2 separate regions of the Mus musculus genome follow, and region 2 is linked to region 1. Evidence: chromatin contacts called from public HiChIP or PLAC-seq data. All regions are on one chromosome and are shown on one strand. Each heading gives the region's core, a stretch centred on a gene start, on an enhancer-like site or on the middle of the called end of the contact. The rest is flanking DNA. Distances are from core to core; before and after follow the strand shown. Region 1 overlaps Map4k3 (mitogen-activated protein kinase kinase kinase kinase 3). Region 2 holds the start of C230072F16Rik (RIKEN cDNA C230072F16 gene).

Region 1 (7,222 bases), core at 3,488-5,987:
ATGTTAGAGTGGGTGTGTCCTTGTTGGAGCCCCAGCAAACAGCAAAGCTTGGAAGCTTCAGCCACATGGTTCTAGCTTTAGAGTCAGGGAGACAAGAAAGGGGTTGTGGAATCTCTAGCTGTGGCTAAGGAAAGCCCTTGAGACCAAGTGTGTATGGGGGCGTCCATGCATGCATGCCTAGAGAGGACTTTTCTGAAGCTGTGAAGATGAACTCTGGATTGTGTTTGAGATGCCAGAATTTTGGGATATCTGACAAGGAAAGCTGAAGCCAGCCCGGGCATGGAACCAGCTCGAGAGAGAGAAGTCAGTCAATAAGCTGAAAGACGTTGGAGATCTGAAGGGTGGTTGGACATGAAACATGAGATGCATGTTTGTCCTTTTGGGCTTCAGTCTTGCTCTGGCCCAGTATTCCCTCACTATGATCCCTTTTCTCCTTTTGATATGGTAAGGTGTAGTCTGTGCATTTTATGTTGGAAGTGTGTAATCTGCTTCCCTTGAGTCTCAGAAGATACTTTGGAATGTGGTGGTTTGAATAAGAATGGTCCCCATAGGCTCATATATTTGAATTCTTAGTCACAGGTAAGTGGAAAGGTTTGAAAAAATTAGGATTAGGCATGTGGCCTTGATGGAGTAGGTGTGTCACTGGGAGGGGCTTTCAGGTTTCCAAAGTCCATGCAAGGCTCAGGTTCTCGTGGCCTGTGGATCAGGATGTAGACCTCAGTTACTGCTCCCCACCACGATCATAAGGAACTGACCCTCTGTAAATGTGGGATTTGAATACAAATGGCTCCCATAGGCTCATATATTTGAATGCTTACTCATCAGGGAATGGAACTATTTGAGAGGGATTAGGAGGTGTAGCCTTGTGGGAGGAAGTGTGTCACTGGGGATGGGCTCTGAAAGCCCACACCAGGCCCACTCTCACTCTGCCTACGGAACAGGATGTCATCTCAGTTACTGCTCCAGCACCACACATACTGCCAATGCTTCCTGCCCTGAGGATAACGGCTGATCCTCTGAAACTGTAAGCAAGCCCCCAATGAAATGCTGTCTTTTATAAAAGTTGCCTTGGTCATGATGTCTCCTCACAGCAACAGAACAGCAACTGAGACAGTAAGCAGGCCCCAGGTCCAGGCTTTCTTTTCTAAGATTTACCATGGTCCTGGTGTCCTTCTCAGCAATAGAAGACCAGTAACTACGAGAAATGCTGATCTAGACTTCTGACCTTCACGGCCTCTGTGAGACAATGAATGTTTTACAGTACAGAACCTTTAGTCTCTGATGTTCTACTGCACACAGTGGTTTACCACCATTACGTTAGAGCTCTCTGCTTTTATAGTCAGGGTGAAGTGTCAAAGACCACGGAGATGAAATGAGTCACAAGTGTAAAGATTTCTGAGGTGACTAAGGCAGAAGACTCAATCCCATCATGGGTTATATAGAGGGCTCAAGGCCAACCTAGGCTAACAGCAAGGCCCTGTCTGAGAAAAACAAAAGGAAAAAAGATACCACAGCTAACTATTAAGAAAGTTGGCCCAAACCAGGTATCATTGTCAACTAAAGTGAGGGAAAGAACTGGTCTATAACATAATTACTAAAAAATTTGATTTTAACTTTACATATAAAGTGTAAATAATAGGGCAGGAAAGATGGCTTAGTCATTAAGAGCAGAGTTTCCTCTTCCAGTGGACCTGGGTTTGGTTCCTAGCTCCCACAGGGTGGCTTATGACCATCTGTTAATGACAGTTCCAGGGGGATCGGATGCCCTCTTCTGGCCTCCATGGGCACTGTTGCAGGATTTTCCCTGTCCTATTACATTAGTGCAGAGGAGGTCTGTGATTGGACAGGGGTAATGGAGGCGGGGCTAAGAGTTGCAGAGAGACAGAGTGCTCAGAGGGGAGCAGGAAGGAAGATGGCTGCGGATGTTAACCCATGTTAACTCGCGTGGCAATTACCAGCCACAAGTAGATATGATTTCACAAGGTTAGAAATATTGGGATAAAGCTTTTATCATATTCAATTGGCTCTGAAATTATTGTATTGGCACCTTGTAAATTGTGATTTTGTTGATACATAAATCTGATTGGTTAACTAAAAGCTTAAAGAGTTTAATTCTACCGGGTAATTAGGTGTTGAGATGGATGTCCATGGGGTGTGGTGGTAGTGAGAGGAACTGGGGGGGGGGGTGGGGAGCACCAGAGAGATGTCCTGGCAGGAGCCCTGAGACCCCATGGGGCAGAGAGTTGTAGGGTGAGAGACACAAGTGAGATCGCCTGGCGGGAGCCCTGTGGCCTGTCAGGGGCTAGTTGAGGAACACGCTGGTTCCTTTCCCCCCCACTGCAGGGCACTGCATGCACATGGCTCACGTACATTCAGGTCAACACCCAGATATAGAAAACAAAAAATACATCTTTTCAACTTTTCTAGTAACAACTAAACCAAGAGACTTGAATCTTTGACAATAGAAGGCATGGGTTTTAAAGTGCAGAGAAACAGTTCTCTGCATCCTGGCTCTGTGTGAAGAGTGTATCTGAGTACTAACTAGTGTGCACTGGCTCTGTGTGAAGAGTGTATCTGAGTACTAACTAGTGTGCACTGGCTCTGTGTGAAGAGTGTATCTGAGTACTAACTAGTGTGCACTGGCTCTGTGTGAAGAGCGTATCTGAGTACTAACTAGTGTGCACTGGCTCTGTGTGAAGAGCGTATCTGAGTACTAACTAGTGTGCACTGGCTCTGTGTGAAGAGCGTATCTGAGTACTAACTAGTGTGCACTGGCTCTGTGTGAAGAGTGTATCAGTACTAACTAGTGTGCACTGGCTCTGTGTGAAGAGCGTATCTGAGTACTAACTAGTGTGCACTGGCTCTGTGTGAAGAGCGTATCTGAGTACTAACTAGTGTGCACTGGCTCTGTGTGAAGAGTGTATCTGAGTACTAACTAGTGTGCACTGGCTCTGTGTGAAGAGTGTATCTGAGTACTAACTAGTGTGCACTGGCTCTGTGTGAAGAGTGTATCTGAGTACTAACTAGTGTGCACTGGCTCTGTGTGAAGAGTGTATCAGTACTAACTAGTGTGCACTGGCTCTGTGTGAAGAGTGTATCTGAGTACTAACTAGTGTGCACTGGCTCTGTGTGAAGAGTGTATCTGAGTACTAACTAGTGTGCACTGGCTCTGTGTGAAGAGTGTATCTGAGTACTAACTAGTGTGCACTGGCTCTGTGTGAAGAGTGTATCTGAGTACTAACTAGTGTGCACTGGCTCTGTGTGAAGAGTGTATCTGAGTACTAACTAGTGTGCACTGGCAGTTGTTAATGGAGCAGATGGCAAAAGATTCTCTGGAGGAGTAGACTGCTCAAGAATGGACCCTCTATTACGGCTCATGCACAATCTTACATCAAAGATTGCAAATGACTCTCAGCAAGGTATTAAAAATACCCAGCAGCCCTCTCTGGCCCTGTACTCGATGGAGTGGAATATATTCCCAGGAGAGCAGAGTCTCCACAGAGATTCATTCTTCACACCCAACGCTGACAGTGCTCTTCTGCTATGATGCTGAGACATGCCTCTGCCGGTCTCTTCCAGCTCCTGTTTAAATGACTGATGACCATCCCGTATACAACACTGCCTGCACTTTTTAATGCCAAGTCTCTGCTTATACCCGTCTATCAGGCGCATCTGTTTTTCTCTACCACTTCCTTGTACTTACACAAGCCATTCTCTGTAAGTTTCCGTCTTTTTTTTTTTTTTTTAGATTTATTTTTAATATAAGTACACTGTGGCTGTCTTCAGACACACCAGAAGAGGGCATCAGATCTCATTACAGATGGCTGTGAGCCACCATGTGGTTGCTGGGATTTGAACTCAGGACCTTTGGAAGAGCAGTCAGTGCTCTTAACCGCTGAGCCATCTCACTAGCCCCAATTTCCATCTTATTATCCAGGGGAAACATTCTTAGTTTCTCCAAGACAGCTAACCCTCCCCAAAGCCACTAACAAATCAATGCCAATCCTATAATGTGAGGCTATGAAGAGTCTGGAAAGGTGATAGAAGACATTTAGCTCAAGGCAGCGGGGGCTTCCTAAAACCAAAGGCAACATACAGCCTTTCTACACTGTTGTCTGAACACCGTTTAGTTAAGAACTGGTCATACGAAGAAAAACCAGGCAGCTGGAAACATAACATAGGAAGGAGAAATTACCCTAATCATTGTTCCAATGCCTCTCGGTATAGGTAACATCATGGAACACTTCTGTATGGCAAACTTCATACATAATCATAAAACACCCTACACAATTTTATTTTGTCAACTTGAACAAGCTAGAGTCATCTGGTGGGAGGGAACCTTAATTAAGAAAATGCCCCACCAGACTGGCTTGTGGGCAAGCATGTGGAGATTTTCTGGATTGATGATTGATGAGGGGGCCTACCTCACAGTGAGTGGTACCACCCTGAGAGAATGGTCCTGGGTTCCACAAGAAAGCCAGGCTGAGCAAGCCCTGAGGAGCAAGCCAGTAAGCAGTATACCTCCATGGCCTCTGCATCAGCTTTTGCCCTACCTGGAGGTCTTGTCAAGTGCCTTTCTTAAATGATGGCCTACAAAGATGAAATAAAAACAAACCCTTTCCTCTCCAAGTTGCTTTTTGTCATAGTGTTTTAGCACAGCAATAGAAACCCCAAGTAAGACACACCTGAAACATTCCCAGCCATGGTATTTTAGCACAACAATAGAAGCTCCCATTAAGACACACCTGAAACAATCACACCGTGGTATTTTATCACAACAATAGAAACCCCAAGTAAGACACACCTTAAACATTCAAGAAAACAGTGAGTCAGACTTCAAAGCCAAATGACTGAAAGTGGAGGCTTGGATCCAGTGGTTCCCTCTACACTTGAAGAATATGATAATTTTATCTGTCCCTACCCATAAAGAGTACACCTAGAAGCCTCAGAAAAGCTAGGCTACAGGTATCTCCTTATCCAGGGCCAAGACCAGCCCTTCAAGCAGGTTCTGGATGGGTGAAGCCTGAGAAACGACTTTTAAGTCCCAGGTGGTTTCACAGCTGGTTTGCAGATTTCTTTCTAAAGCTCACACCCAGAGTGGCCCCTTAGCACAGGCGCATGCACACACAGAGTGTCAGAGGACGCTCTAGCCCTCTCTACTGACCCACAGGCTGCACTTAACAAGGTCTCTAGGCCACTTACAAGGATTTAGCAGCAGCAAAGGAGCATTCCCATGATGCCATCCACCTTCCCTAGGCTGACGCCTTACTTTTCCTTCAAGTGTGACACGTTTAATTCTTGTTACCCAAAGTTCCAGAGGGATCGAGAGAATCCATATAGTCCTCATTAAACTTTACATATAACTGTGTTTACATACCTTAAAAATTAAAAAGATAGTAATTCTAACTAAACTACAGTTTAAAATCTCATTTTGGTCACTGACTTACAGATGGTAAAGAGTCTGTACTCACAGTTTATCTCTGAGCGTGTTTTTTCTTCTCTCACATTTCTACTCGTTGAAGGAATTCTATGTGGTACGGCAACAAGAGGCTTAAAAAAAACAAAACCAAAACTATTGATATGTAATACTTGATAATCTTTTTTGGGTAATATTTATTTATTTATTATATGTTAAGTACACTGTAGCTGTCTTCAGACACTCCAGAAGAGGGCGTCAGATCTCGTTACAGATGGTTGTGAGCCACCATGTGGTTGCTGGGATTTGAACTCCTGACCTTTGGAAGAGCAGTCGGGTGCTCTTACCCACTGAGCCATCTCACCAGCCCAATACTTGATAATCTTAAGTCACAGTTCTATCTACAAAATTATGCAAGGATAAATGAAATGTTTGACAAAAATGAAAATTAAAGCAACGTTTCATTTAAAATGTTAATCGCAGTATCAGTCCAACTATGAAGGCACAAATAAGAATATGTTAAGTTATCCAGTTAAAGCAAATTGCTTTTTTATTCTGGTAGAACATGCTCCTGTGATTGAGTGAAATATAGAATTAAGCCATGTTCTGTTTATTTGCAGCACCATAGACATGCACAGTCCATTTTATAAGAATGAACAAGTTATACCCAGGCAGAGAAGCCAGAGCAGTGGGGGGACACCTATAGTTCCAGCTAGTCTGGGGGTGGGGGCTGAGGCAGAAAGATTGACCCCAGGTGATGAAGGTCAGCCTGGATAGTTTTGTGAGACTTCCTTGAAATGAAAGAATGAAGGGAAAATAAAAGGCATAGCTATGAAGATCTGCACAGCGTCTCATAATAACGGGCCGGAGGCGCACACTGGTGTGGAGGTCAGAGGCCAGCCTAGGAGAGCCGGTTCTCTCCTCCCACCATGCAGGTCCCAGGGATGGAACGCAGGCTGTCCGTGGGGGACAAGTGAGTGCCCACTGAGCCATCCGTCCATCTAGCTGGGCCTCAGGTGGATTTTACAGCTTATGCTTTGGCTTACAGAATTTTGAAATGACATTAAGTACACATTCACTTGCAGATGACAGGAGATAATGACATGTTTCATTTTTTCATATGAACTAGACTGACTGAAGTAAGACTGTTCACAATGATATCTATCATTCACGTTTCTGTCAACTCTAGCTTTTCTCTCTCAGAACCGTCCCACCCCCCACGTTCATTAAAAGCATGGTCTTCATTCCATCTTAGTCTCTCTGGACTTTAGATACGCCATTATCATTTCCACTAGCAAAAGATAAGTCAATAAGGATGGTGTGATTTTAAAGGGGTTGTTCATAGATGCTGCTTTTGAAAGCTTACTCTGTATACCCCAGTGTGAGAGCTGCTGAAGGCTCAAAGTAGCAAAAGAATAAAACTTATGGCGTAAGGAAACCCTCTGGGAATGACTCTCCAGCATGTCTGGAATCAGCTTCCCGGTATTACTTGATTAGATGAAGAGAGGCAGTCCTGAGGCCTTACTATTCCCAGCATGGAGAACAGAGACGGCCCAAAGCCTCAATGGCATCTTCCACTCCCACGTACTGACTGACGGTTGTGCAAGAGAGCCTCCCCCACAATAGTGCACACAGAAAGAGATTGCTGAGAGAAAGAACTGTCGTGACACGGCTCCTGAAGTGAAAGCGGAGGGGGTCACACTGGGCACAAGCTGCTCTAAAGCAACAAGGAAGAGATGGGGCAGGCAGGCAGCAGGCAGCACGAGTTCTGAGTCTGAGGAAGGCCAGCTGCTGGGGAACAGAGGC
Region 2 (7,222 bases), core at 2,056-4,555, 260 kb after region 1:
CTTATTCCTGTTTCCTGAAGGCTTAGCATTCCATGTCTCCTTTACCTAACTGTTCTCTTCTTAGCCTATCCACATTATTGTTCTTGAGAAAGGTCTGTCTTGAGAAGTGTTTTAGCATACCAAGTAGCAGCTTTTGCTGGGCAGCTGAACCAGTGCTTCGGCCCATCTCTGCAACTTCGCACAAGATTTCTAATCCCTCTCTCCGGCCAGGTACCAGCAGTCCCTGCCTCTGGCTCGAGGTTGGATTTATCAATACAAAGCACCAGTGGCTGTAGAGTCAGGGGTGAGTTTGGGGCTCTGCTGTTCTGGTTCCTCCCTGTGGGGACCCAAGGCAATCTCTCTCTCTCTCTATATATATATATCTATCTCTATCTATCTATCTATCTATCTATCTATCTATCTATCTATCTATCTATCTATCTATCTATATATGTGTGTGTGTGTATGTATGCATGTATGTATATATATATAATCATATCCTATCTATCTATCTATCTATCTATCTATCTATCTATCTATCTATCTAGCCTTGGCCATAATTCAAAGTCAAGTATCCCATCAGGTGACCTCGACACAGACGCTACTATCAGTTTATCCTTCCATTCCAGCCTGGGGGCTTCTCTGCACCCCAGGACTTCTTACACTACCCCCTTGTTACACCCATTTAAAATCGCCAGTCTGAATGTGCCATCTGGTTACTGAAAGGGCCTTGAGGGTACTGGGACTGGGTCTGTCTGGTTCCTAGTAGAGTCCAAATGACCTGGCATAAAAGAGAAGCCTAATAAAATGCTATATGAATGGAACTCATGAATGAATGCACAGCCGCCTTTAATGCATGAGACGGTGTTAGCCTGAGCAGTGATGGGGAGAAAAATGGTCCAGGGAAGACACAGTAAAAAGTACAATAGAGACAATAATGACATGTTGAGTAAGTTAAAAAAAATGATGGCTGACTGTGAGAAATGAGTCTGATGAAGAAAGAGGGACATTTGTCATTCCAGTCCTTGTCACTGCATGGAGGAGTTAAAAATCTTATAGTCAATGAGATTATGTCTTAGTTTGCCTGGGCAGACTAAACTGGATACTTTATTATTGTTTTTATTAGATATTTTCTTTATTTACATTTCAAATGTTATCCCCTTTCCTGGTTTCCCCTCTGAAAACCCACTATGCCATCCCCCTTCCCCGTTGCTCACCAGCCCACCCACTCCTGCTTCCCTGTTCTGGTATTCCCCTACACTGGGACATGGAGCCTTTTCAAAACCAAGGGAAGAAAGTTATGTCATGATGTGTGTACACATATATGTATAAATATATACATAAACATAAATGTATGTTTACAGGAATCACAAATGGATGGTCTGTCTTTGTTTTAGAAGTACATTCTCTGTGTGTATGTATATGTGTGTATAGATGAGTATGTTTGTGTATGTGTGTGTGTGTGTGTATGGAGGGTGTGTATGTATGTATGTAAGTATGTATGTATGGGTATGAGTATGGAGGTGTGTGTATGTGCACTTGCATGTATGTGCATTTGAATATGGAGGCCATGGGAGCAAAGACGAGTCTTACTCAGGTGCTTCCAACCTTTTCAATAATTTTCTTTCATGAGACAGGGTGTCAAGTAACCCCAGTTTGTCTGGAACTTACTGTGTAGACTAGAATGATCTTGAACTGGTGTCTACTACTCCAGTAGTAGGATTAGCAGCGTGGGCCACGGTGCCTGGTTTATGTGGCCCTAGGGTTTGAACTAAGGGATTCATGAATGCTACATAATCATGCTGCCATGTGAGCTGGACCTTCAGCCTGTATTAAGTTTTAAAATACAGAAATCCTTAAAATTTGAGAAAAGAATTATGCTGCTCTATAGTTTTTGTCTTTGTTTTGCAGTAATTATTGTTTCCAAGTTGAAAAAAATCCCTGGCCTAGTTAATCATGATGATCTGAAATGACTTATCAAAAGTGTAGATGTACAAGTAGGGCCAATCAAATCCTTGTATGGAATGTGAGCCATGGGGATGTAGGGTTGGCCTACCAGTGGCTCTATTTCCTGTCATTTAAACAGAGCCTATTTTTAATGGAGAGAATGAGGATAAATAAAATTAAGCAACAAAGGACAGAAAAAAGACATAGAGACAGAATCTGTAGTCAGATATCTAGACAAGTGATTCAAATGAGAATGGCCCTCAATGGTTCATATATTTTAATACTTGATTCCTAGTGGACCTGTTTGGAAAAGATTAGGAGGTATGGCAGTTGTGTCACTGTGGCGGCTTTGAGATTTCAAAATTCCATACCATTTCCAGTTAGATCTCTTTCCACTTCTTGTTTGTAGATCAGATGTGAACTCCTATCTACTGCTCTGATGTTATGCCTCTCTGTCTGCTGCCATGCTCCCTCTATAATGGTCATGGACTCACCCTTTGAATTTGTAAGCTCCCAATAAACTCCTTTTTCTATAAGCTGCCTTGGTCATGATGTCTCTTTGTTGCAATTGAAAAGTAACCAAGGCATCTAGCTTTAGGGAAAGAGCATGGGAAAAGAATAAACCATGGTTAATGATATGAGATCCTTGATCCAGCTATGCCTGAAGTCTTACTCTTGACTTTTCCCATCACAAAATCCAATAAAATCACCCCCTAGATAGTTGGGTTTTTGTCTTTTACAAGTGGGAAACCATATTTATTTGGTACCAGAAATAGGCCATTGCTTGAGGCTGACATTCCAATGAGGAGTATAAGTGTGGCATATGAGGTCTTTCCTGTTAGGGGCACAAGACTCAACAATCCTTGCCCTGCTTTCTGAATCATGTGATTTTAATAGTCACCTCTTGTTTCTCTACACTTAGATCGGATTCCTGCTGAGATTAGAGCTTTAGAGGGAGTCATTAAAATTTCAAGATGTTGTCTGCCTTCTTGCATGTCTTTCAAGGAAAGAAAAAGCTTCTGTATAAATTGGTCCCTCTGAAAGCAGGGAGGAAGTAGCTTGTGACTTCATTAAGAGATACCTTGTTCCTATTCACATGTGAGAGTGATCTGTGGCTGTTGTGGATCAGATAATCAGGCAGCCCAGGGACCTGCAAACACCATGACCATATTCCACATGGGCCGAATGGGACAGAGGCTAGGAGGTGGGAGAGATAGGTAGCAGATGTGACTGGAACCCAATGTTTTAAGCCTGTCTCCAGACTACTAAGTGAACTAATCTCACCCAGGCACAGCCATTCACTGGCTCAGCCTCAGCCTCTCAGCAGGAGTCGTTTAGGAGTTGTTCAGTTGAGACCTGTTGCTAAGGGACAAATAGACAAAAAGTAGTCAACAATAGGCCAAGACTTGTGGTGTTTTCTTACAGAAGTCTGCTCACACACCAGTTGACCAGGGTCTTAAAAGAATCCTTATCTACTTCGACCAGAGAAATTCCAACCCAAGGGAACTTGGAATTTATGGATTTTGAAGGCAACAAGACCTAAGGTAAGAGGAATGTCCAGGAGTAGTACAGGGACTCCCTTCTGATACTTATTTCAGGTGTAGCCTTGGAGAATAATGAATTTAAGGGTATCTATCCATAAGAAAAATTCCAGGGCAGTCAAGATATGCAATCTTCTTGTACTATGTATGATATATGTCATCTATTGTAAAAGGTGTTTTGATAGAAGTCACCTTGTTGCTCCTCAAAGGCAATACTATAAAGGCATTCTAGTTTAATTTCTATTGTGACCAAAAGCAAATTTGCTTCTTAAAGTTTTTTTCATTTTCTTAATTTCTCTCCAATATATAATCCAAGGAGAATATCTTTATTTTCTCTTTTTATTTGCAATTAAAGTTACACTATATTGTGTGTGTGTGTTGATGCCCTTGGAGGTCAGAAGAGGGGTTTGGCTCCCCTGGGGCTGGTGTCTCCAGTTGTTGTGACTCAATGAATTTGAGTGCTTGGAACTGAACTCTTGGTCCTTTGCAAGAGCAGCAAGCCCTCTTAACCACTGAGTCATCCCTCCAGCTCTATATGCAATTATTTTTAAAGCTGTATAGATGCTTGTCTAGTTTTTATTTATGTTCATATTAAAATTCCTTTCAAGAATACACTTAGGTATGTAGACTTGTGTGTGTATGTGTGTGTGTGTGTGTTTTCTTGGAAACCTTGTGGGCTTTTTAGATGCCAATAATTGAGGCATAATTGTATAATTAGTAATTTTTTTCATTTATGTCTTTGATTATAGTATTCACTCCGTTTGCTTTGGTTTTTTATTCTCAAAATTTATAAGCTGGATATTCACAAATCGGAGAAGACAAGTAGCGATATTCTGGCAACCTAAAACCAGTGTTTAAACAACAAGGGGAAGCGACTAGTTTGTAGGGTGTGAGAGATTCCATACAGGCACCCATCCATCCAGGTTCCAAGAAATGTAATGGCCTTTGTACCTCTTTTCAGAGGAGCTTCCAGTGACGAGGCTGACACAAGGCTTTTGTCAATTGCATTCTTTAGCACAGTTCCATTAGCCAGGTAGCTAATTAACGTATCTAAGTTTTTAAGATTTTTTTTTTATTTACCTCCTTCAGATTTGTAGATATTTTAAGAGAAATTTTAGAAAGCTGGTGTCAGATACCAAATGACATTAGAAGCTTTTAGCCTATTTAAAAGGCAGCTAGACAAAGCGTTGGGAACTTGGTGCTTTCAACCTCACTTAATTAGTAACAAACTAGCTGCATTGAGCAGCTTTTGTGTGCCAGGCCCGGCATTTGCTAGACTGCAAAGCTGAATAAAATGCTGTTCCAGTCCTTATGGCTCTAGCAATCTACTGGGCAGGGTTGACATGCAAAATAACTGGCTGAATGTGGCAGGTAAGTATATGGTGCACACAGGATTCTAAGAGCCTCATGGAGAAGACTTCATGGGGAGGTAGAGAAATTTGCACTTTATAAAGCTGGAAGCGGCTTGCCAAGAAAGCAGAGAGGTGGTGACCTACACCCTACTTGGGGGAGTTCGAGAGGGCTGGGCCTACAAAGTAGAATTTCTTTCCAAGTTTTCATTCTATTGCTGTTGAGTTACACCTTGCTTTCTTATGGCTGATAGTTCTACGCGGGTGGGATCTCACGGCAGCTTTGGCTCCCTCCCTTGGTCTTATTCTCTCCACTGGCTGGGTCTGGGGTTCTGTGTGCACACTTTAACTCCTCATGCATTAACATGCATTATGTGATCTTAAAGACAAAGCGACAATTTACATAAGCAAAGAATGTGAATATTTAAAAGGATTATGTACTTTAACATCCCTGTCTGGCTTGCTGTTTATGGCTGGAAGAGCCATGTGATGGTTTGAGTGAAAATACTTCCCCAGCCCCACCCCGTACAATCATAGAAAGTGGCACTATTGGGAGGTGTGACCTTGTAGAAAGTATATCACCAGAGGGTGGGCTTTGGGGTTTCAGAAGCTCAAGCCATGCCCAGTGTCACCCTCTCTTCTTGCTGCCTGCCGATCGATCAAGAAGTAGAACTCTCTGCAGGTTCTCCACCACCATTTCTGCCTGTGTGCCACCATGATTCCTGCCATGATGATAATGGACTAAACCTCTGCACTGTAAGCCAGCCCCACTTAAACGTTTTCCTTTGTAAGAGTTGCTGTGGCCGTGGCATCTCTTCATACAGTAATAAAACCCTAACTAAGACAGGGCACATACATAGTAGGTGCTCAACAGGAATCATAAAGATTGACCGGTACTGGAAAGTTAGAAGATGGTCTCACAAACATGACATGGCATGACAGGCCCTCTGTGTCTGTGTTGGTACCAGCAAGAAAATTAAATTCTAGCCAAGCCAAAGTATTTGTTTAAGAAAAAATATCATATTAAGTCTCTGGACTGACAGTCTAGCATTTTCCCTATTACTCAATGACATTCTTGTTTATATTTATTTATTTTGTTTCTCTAACTGAATTTTACTTAGAAAAAAAAACCCACTCCCTGAACTGGCAGTGGTTTAGAGATTTTATGAAAAGCCTACAAAAGGTACTTAGCACGCAAGCTCATTTTCTTGTGTGTCTCGCCGCCTGTACCACACCTGACACTCTCTGTTATACACAGCTTTGTGCTGTTGTCTGGTTTGCCTTTGTGTGATTTGTGTTGTCTGAGTCGAGGAGACTTGTTTGACTGCTTAGAATCCAGTGAATTTCCCTTGCCCCCCTCCTCTGTGACATCCTTAAGTTCACCCCAGCAACAGTTCTTCCCTGCCTCTCTCTCTATGGCAGACTGCCAGACTTCATCTATCATGCCTTTGGCTGTTCTCCGCTGCTGCAGCAGAATTTTGTTTACAAAAAAAAAAAAAATCTTATCAACAGTGTGTTGCAATGCCAGCAACCTCTGCTCCAAATGCCTTCTTCTCTTTTTCTTAAAAAAACTAAAATGAAAAGTAAAACAGCAGAACCCCAGTAGACAATCAGTAAGACCCTGGCTTAGGCTGGCTCCTGTAACAGAATGGTTGAGTTTGGATAATTTATAAAGAGGCCGATTCTGGAGACTAGGAGTCTAAGATTACATGGCTGGCTGCACCTCGCAAGTGCCGTATGCTGTGTGGAGTGTGTCAGAAAGACAGAGGAGCAGAGGATGCCTGCAGATGAGGGGGGGTTTGGAGTAGCTTTGGAAGGACTGGCCTCACCTTGACTTACCTATACGCTCTGAGAGTGAGCTGTCACTCAAGTGAGAGAGGCGTCATGCCATTCTTGAAGGCTGCCACTTAGTGATCCACACACTTTCTCTAAGTCCTTCCTCCCTACACCAACTGAAGATTTAAGCCTCCGTAGGGGCATTGGTAGTAATAAGCTGTATTCAAATCATAGCAGATGCTTAGAGCAATGGACCATGCCTCCTTTCTTCTGAGTACAGCTGGGATTTCCTCATGGATTTAGTCCAAACAGGCTTTAAACCTTTCACAGTGAAAGACAGTTTCTCTCTTCAGTAAATCCATCCTGTTGCCCCTTGAATTCTTATGTCCCTTTGGTTTCTAGGAGTAGAAGTGTTTAACACCTATAACAGGATGCCGAGGCAGAGGTGGGCCATCTTGGGCAAACCTCTGGGAGACTTGGCTGTGAATTAGGATAGCATTGTACATAAATACCTGGCAGAATTGAGTGAGATGAGAATGCAAATTGCCTGGAATAGCATTCGATACACAACATAAAAATGCTAATAACGTGACTACTATTCCTATAAAAATAACTCTTAGTCTGAGGTTT

The links. HiChIP or PLAC-seq counts read pairs in DNA pulled down with a chosen protein or histone mark.
Region 2: a contact with region 1 is called in an H3K27ac HiChIP or PLAC-seq map of embryonic stem cells, with 5 read pairs. The contact joins the promoter of C230072F16Rik here to the enhancer-like site in region 1. A contact is called at or near these places in 1 of 15 datasets of contacts at CTCF or cohesin (the NIH/3T3 cell line), 3 of 115 datasets of contacts at active chromatin or transcription factors (cardiomyocytes, embryonic stem cells and vascular smooth muscle cells) and 1 of 9 other capture datasets (adipose tissue).

What each region holds. Positions count from the first base shown.
Region 1 is chr17:80,631,249-80,638,470 of GRCm38.p6, forward strand. It overlaps Map4k3 (mitogen-activated protein kinase kinase kinase kinase 3), which reads right to left. Exons shown (of 34, transcript NM_001290345.1): 13 at 5,472-5,550. Among named protein-coding and RNA genes, the nearest start is that of Cdkl4, 57 kb to the left of the region's middle. Within about 2 kb of position 4,738, at least 17 of the 459 cell types and tissues checked have an H3K27ac peak or open chromatin away from gene starts, as enhancers often do. A contact at or near this core is called in embryonic stem cells, where this site is marked.
Region 2 is chr17:80,893,488-80,900,709 of GRCm38.p6, forward strand. It overlaps C230072F16Rik (RIKEN cDNA C230072F16 gene), which reads left to right and starts at 3,306. Exons shown (of 6, transcript NR_131127.1): 1 at 3,306-3,470.